Linked DNA regions of Mus musculus: region 2 is linked to region 1. Evidence: chromatin contacts called from public promoter capture Hi-C data. All regions are on one chromosome and are shown on one strand. The core of a region is the stretch at or near the end of the contact, and the rest is flanking DNA. Distances in the headings are between cores, read along the strand shown. Region 1 holds the start of Dkc1 (dyskeratosis congenita 1, dyskerin). Region 2 holds the start of Tbl1x (transducin (beta)-like 1 X-linked).

Region 1 (2,901 bases), core at 163-2,662:
CTCACTCACTCACACTTCACTGTTGAACCTTATCATCAACCCTTAAAAAGTATTTTAAGCATAAACAGGACCTAAGTTTAATGATACTTTCAGGCTGCTTATTAAGACAATCTAGGGAAAGTAGAAAAAGTTGGGACTTCAGGAAGCTACTGGAGAAATAGAGACATTATAATGATGGTTAGAGAAGTAAGAGTGAAGAAAAATCCACGGGTTCTGGAACTCTCCGAAAGCAAAATCTCTCCAAAAAGATTTGAGCATAGAGATACAGGACAAAGATGAAGGCACTGGACAAATGGCAAATGAGTACTTCAGATTTACTCACCCTATTAATTATCACTGGAGCATTATAAAATAACATTTAATTCTAAGGGTCTTATCTGTTAATAGTCAATTCTGATCATTACCACTATTAGCAAAATGAATTCCATAAAGACATAAAAACCCATTGTAAGTCATAGTAAAAAAGAAAAAAAAAACAGAAAAAAAAACTGAAAAAATCTGATTTTAGCATTGTAGATCAGAAGAAAAAGAATACTATTTTTTTTTTTTTTGTCAGCAACAACTAACTGGAAAACTATTGGCAAATGATTCCATCTACAATGAAGATAACTAATGATCTATCAAATTCACTAGATATGGGTTATGAATCCAGAAAGCCAAAAGAATCTACAGAGGTAGAATAGGAAACAGGGTGAAGGAGGATATTCCAGAGATCTTATCTCAAAGGCAGTAGCTCGGATTAACAGCCAGAAGACTCTACCCGACAAAAGTCAGGGCTCAATCCTAGAGCTGTTACTTTCTGGCTGTTACATTATCTCAGCCACTAGAGCTCTGCACTTGATGTCCAGGCTGTGGAATTCGAACTTAAGTGTACAGGTTAAGTGTGAAACACACTGGAAAAAAACTTCATACAGAAAAAAGCAAAACATTACACACTGCTGCATATTGCTTCCGTATTAAAATAACATGCCAGATCCGCAGGGTTATGTAAAATTAACTACCAGAATCACTTTCAACCTTTTTAGTTTGATGTAGCTGCTAGAAAATTTAAAAGTTTACACGAGGCTTGCACTCAATTCCTATTGGCCAATACAGCCATAACTTAATAGGAATTTCAAGGAGTAAACAGCTTTCACTTTGACACTGTGTACCTCAATGTCTTTTTCAATTGAAACTGACATGATAGCAAGCAAAAAAATGTCTGTTTGAGTTAAAACCAGCTATTTATAGCGCGCTAAGAAGGATGTCCAAGTGCTGAAGCTGAAGCTAGACTGGAGGAGGGTACAGTACAGCCCACCCGCTGTAGTCTGTTACTGCAGAAGCCTGGCCAAGGTTCCAAGGCGCTCTGCCAAGGGTTGGCAGTGTGGGGTTGGGGTGGGGAGGAGTGAGGGGGAGCTTCCAGGCGCATGTGCGGTCACACCTCCGTGGCCGAATCAGCCAATGGGATTGAGTAGACAGTCCGCGGGTTCGTAGAGATTCCTGCCCCCGTACCCCGTCCTGTCCTCCTCCTCCTCCTCCTCTTCTCTACGTCCCTTTTTTATATCAGCAAGCTAGGGGCGGTGCAACGGTGGGCGGGTCCTAATGACGTGCCCGGACGGGTCTCACACCATAGGAGTCTACAGTTCTTAGTTTGTGGCGGCTTGGGCGGGACGCACGCGGTGCAGTTCAAGATGGCGGATGCAGAAGGTAAGAGGTTCTGGTGGCAGTGCCATGAGACCTGTGGGGCCTCCTACACGACCCGGAGCTAGTTATAGTGAGATTGCATCGTGACCCGCGGTTCCCCGTGTTCCCGCTCGCAGTTTGGCTGTCTCACCACTCGGCTCTGGCTCTACCTGTGAATGCACGCATTCGTGACCAGTGACTAGGCTTCATTAGATCCTGGCTTCGTGCAAAAGATTCTACCAGGGTCCCCTCCCAAAGGCATCAGCCGTGGAGGCGACTGTGTCGTGATAAGGAGACGCGGTAGCATTTCTGCTGGCACTAGGCAGGACATTATGGAAATGAGGGTAGCAAAGGTGCAGAGCAAGGGTTAGGAAGGAAAGGAACAGAGGAGTTGGAAGCAAGTGTAACTCAGACCTACAAGAAAAACTTTAAGAGATCACAAGCCCCTATGGACAGTGCAGTGTTCGTTTGTGAAACTTTCCAGCCTGTGGACAAGTGCTTCCCTAAGTAATATTTGGCCTTGCCACAGCCACGTGGAGAACCCGAAGGGAAGCCAACACGTGCTAGAGTCATTTACCAGCCAAGCCATCCTAGTGTTTGGCCTCACAAACGTAAGTTCTCTCCAGTAATGTCAGACTTTAAAATGTTTTCTTTGTCCCGATTTTAGAGTTAATTTTAAACTTTGGTTTTAGTTTTCAAAATCTTCAAATATTGAGTTTGTTTCTTGTAGTAATTACATTCCCAAAGAAGCATAAGAAGAAAAAAGACCGGAAGCCATTACAAGAAGATGATGTTGCCGTGAGTAGAAATTTACTTTGCTTCGACTGATTGAGATAATTTAGTAAACAGCACATTAAAGGGGGAAAGTGCTTTTAAATATTCTCAATCAATATGCTAGTACTTAGTGGTCATTATGTAGAACGGGCAAAAACCTGAAATCATACAACTCCCAGAGAAATTTTCTAACATGCATGGCATGCTAAATGGTGAGCTATTGACCCTGAATTTCTCTGCCTTACTCCATCAGCAGACCCATGGTTTTGTTAAAATATTTGGATTCAACTTGATCTTCCTAAAGTTGAGTGACCTGGGTTTCAGAAATCACACCCCTCCTTTCCTCTTGTTTAAAAGGCATGCACTTCCAAAATTAAGCTGAGAAATGTTTCTGCTCTATTGAAGGAAATACAACATGCTGAAGAATTTCTTATCAAACCAGAATCTAAAGTGGCTCAATTAGAC
Region 2 (2,901 bases), core at 145-2,644, 2.4 Mb after region 1:
TTAGGGTTTAAATTGCGGAGTGTTACTGGGCGCTTAGCACCGAGCTCATTAGAAGCCTAAGGGAGGGGCAAATTGATTTTAAAAATACTCAGCAAGGCAGACACCAAAGGTGCTGAGGAGGAGGGCCGAATATTTATTTAATTGAATTAAAGGCGGGAGTATGGGGGGAAATCGTCACCGATGTGGAAGAGAGGAAGCGCCAGGGCTGGGCCTTACCAGCCTTGGCAACAGAAAACACTTTGCCAGCGCCTGCGGTTTCAGGCCTGGGGGTGGGGATTTACAGATTTGAGGGCCCCAGTACCCTAACATAGTCCTCCATAGTCCCAGCTTATTTGTGCCTTAGTCTTGTGTTAAAGCGTCTCCCCTATGCATTTCTGACTATTGGCCGAGAGGTGTTTTGCAAAGGTCATGGCTGCGCCCGAGTCCTCAATTTTTGCGGTGGGCGTAAAGGCAACTGGGGAGGGGGATGCTTTATGTCGTTAATTTTGAAGAAGATGCGCTTGGAGATGGTGTTACACGAGAACCTTCTAGGCTAGCTGGGCGGCTTCATCTTTTGAGGTGGGGGAGGGTAACACTTTCAGTGGCTTGGGTTACCATTCCCTCTTTAAATCTTCAGGGTGGCCCTTGTTCCCATCCCCCCTCCTCCCGAGCCACCTTGGCGTGAGGGGTGTGGGATTGAGTATCCGTGTAGGGGCCCTGTTCCCCCCTCATTCCTCTCTGAGCCTGGTAGGGGCCTGGTTGGGGCCCAGAGGGCAATGCTCAGGCTTCCCTCCTCCACCTTGGGCTTGGGGCGGGGAGAGGTGGGGGTGGGGAGGCTTTAGGGTGAAGAACTGTGCCGAGATGTAAGTCTTTTCCCTGCCCCCGGGGGGCTGGGTCTGGACTTGGTCCGGGGAAGGGCGGGCCTGGCGTCCTAGCCCTTACTGGGGGGAGGGGCTGCCGCGTGGGGACGCTGCCCCCCCAAGGAGCTCGGGGAGGGGCCGGCGGGCACGCGGTGGGGGAGGGCAGGGCTGTAGAGAGCCTCTTCCAGGTGTCTGGGGAGGGCGGCGCGCTGTCGACCCTCTTGGCACGTCTCCCAGCCTGGGTAGGCTTGCTCGCGTCCGCTCCCAGCGGAGGTCACTGGCCGTGTCGGTCCCTCCCGCCGTCCCGCCCTCTCCCGCCGCCGCCGCTCCCAGCCCAGCCCCCCCCAGTCTCGACGCTCGGGAGCGACAAGCCGCCAGCGCCCCCGCCCCGCCGCCGCTGCAGCGCCCTCCGGCCGCCATTCGCCACCGAAACTTTCCAGCGCTAGCTCTTCTCGTGGACTAGGTGGCGGGCCAGGGGTAGCGCGCGGCTGCTCCGGGGCGCTTGGCCCTCGTCGGCCTCCGCGCGGCCCGGGGTTGGTGACGGTGGACCCGCCAGTACGCTGAGTGCGCGGCCACAAGTTGCACGGCTCGCGGCGAGGTGAGTACACGCCGGGCAGGGGCTCAAACTTCTCGGGCCGAGGGGCGCGGTGGTGACCCCAATCGCGGGCCCTGAAGCTTCAGGAGGGGCAAGTTCCCGTGTGCCCCCCCAACCCCAGGTTGGGCGCGCTCCCTGCACGCCGAACAATACCTCTGGGGCGGCCGCTCCCCGAAGTGGCCGCGCGCGCGGGGGGCGGGAAAGGCCTGGGTGCGCCTTTGTTTTGGGGAGAGGGAAAGGCAAGTTTAGGGACGCTCTGCAGTTCGTCCCAGCATCTCTTTGTCTGAGGCTCCAGAGGGGGTTGGCTGGGCTGACCCGCGTCGCCCTGGGACTTGGGGGCCGCGCGGGATCCCCTTGTGGGGGAGGGGAGCCTCATTCATCCTCGAGGCGCGGGCCGGCGCTCCCGGAACACGGTGGACGCGCGGCGGCGCGCGGGGGATAGTGGCTGGCCCGTTTGTGATCAGTTTCCGAGGCGCAAACTGTCAGGGAAGTCCGGGAGCCCCCTCCCCATACCTACTCCCAGGCCTGGTCTCGGGGACCAGGGTGTGTGTGGGGGGGTGACAACGACGGAGGGCGGCTCCTCTGGCTAGGTGAGGGAGAGGGACCGCCCAGTACGGCCTGGGGAGGGTGTAAACCTGTTGCTTTGGGGCTGGGGAGGGGTTCTCCAGATCTGCACTCACCCACATCCTCGTCTTAGGAATTTCCCTTACGTAGAGAAGGGTGCTGGGAGCAGGAGTTTATGTAGGAGGGGTGCGCCTTTGAACGTCGGTGATCTTCGGGTTTTGTGACAACTTTAGGAGGAGACTACAGGCCCGCTGGTGCTGGATGGGGCCTGGGCTTCACGTGCGTGACCAGTGAGCAATCAGGAGCTTGGGGCTTTTTTTTTTCCCTCTCTCTCTCTTTTTTTCTTTTTCTTTTTTTTTTTCCCCCAGCGTCTGGCGTTCTCAGAGGCCTCCGCACTGTAAATTCCGCAGTTAGGGTCGGCTTGTTTCTTTCTGACCAAGTGTTGTGGGGCAAAACCTAAAACAGCTCCCCTCCCCCTAACCAAAACCTAAGCCATACTGCTAGTGCAAGTGTTTGTTTCTGTTCTGCTTTGGTGTGTGTGCCTTGACCTGACTAGTGTTTTTCTCTGAGCTAGTCCCTGGTTTAACTTAAAAGAGGACACAAGAATACAGGAGGAGGAGTGAGTGCTTTGTCCTACTCCCCCCCCCCCCCAGTCTTGGTTTAGGGTAGCAAATAGGTCTTGGTGAGCCTATGAAATTTACCATTGGTCATTTCTAAAGACACATATCAAGGTATGAAATAGTGTTGAGTGTAGATGGCACTTTTATTTTTAAAGGGATTTCGTGTCCAAGTGTGCTGCAGATTATTTTCATGGCACCACCCACCAGTGTAATTAGTACAACGATGAAAGTCGAAGTTCACTTGATCCACTTATTAAAATGGCCCCCTAAAGCTTTTCAAGCC

What was found. Promoter capture Hi-C pulls out the DNA fragments that hold promoters and counts their contacts.
Region 2: a promoter capture Hi-C map of pre-B cells shows a contact between it and region 1. The contact joins the promoter of Tbl1x here to the promoter of Dkc1 in region 1. A contact is called at or near these places in 1 of 39 promoter capture datasets (pre-B cells) and 1 of 115 datasets of contacts at active chromatin or transcription factors (astrocytes).

Annotation. Positions count from the first base shown.
Region 1 is chrX:75,094,442-75,097,342 of GRCm38.p6, forward strand. It overlaps Dkc1 (dyskeratosis congenita 1, dyskerin), which reads left to right and starts at 1,413. Exons shown (of 15, transcript NM_001030307.2): 1 at 1,413-1,686; 2 at 2,393-2,460; 3 at 2,842-2,901. The coding sequence starts at 1,671.
Region 2 is chrX:77,509,833-77,512,733 of GRCm38.p6, forward strand. It overlaps Tbl1x (transducin (beta)-like 1 X-linked), which reads left to right and starts at 1,395. Exons shown (of 16, transcript NM_020601.2): 1 at 1,395-1,437.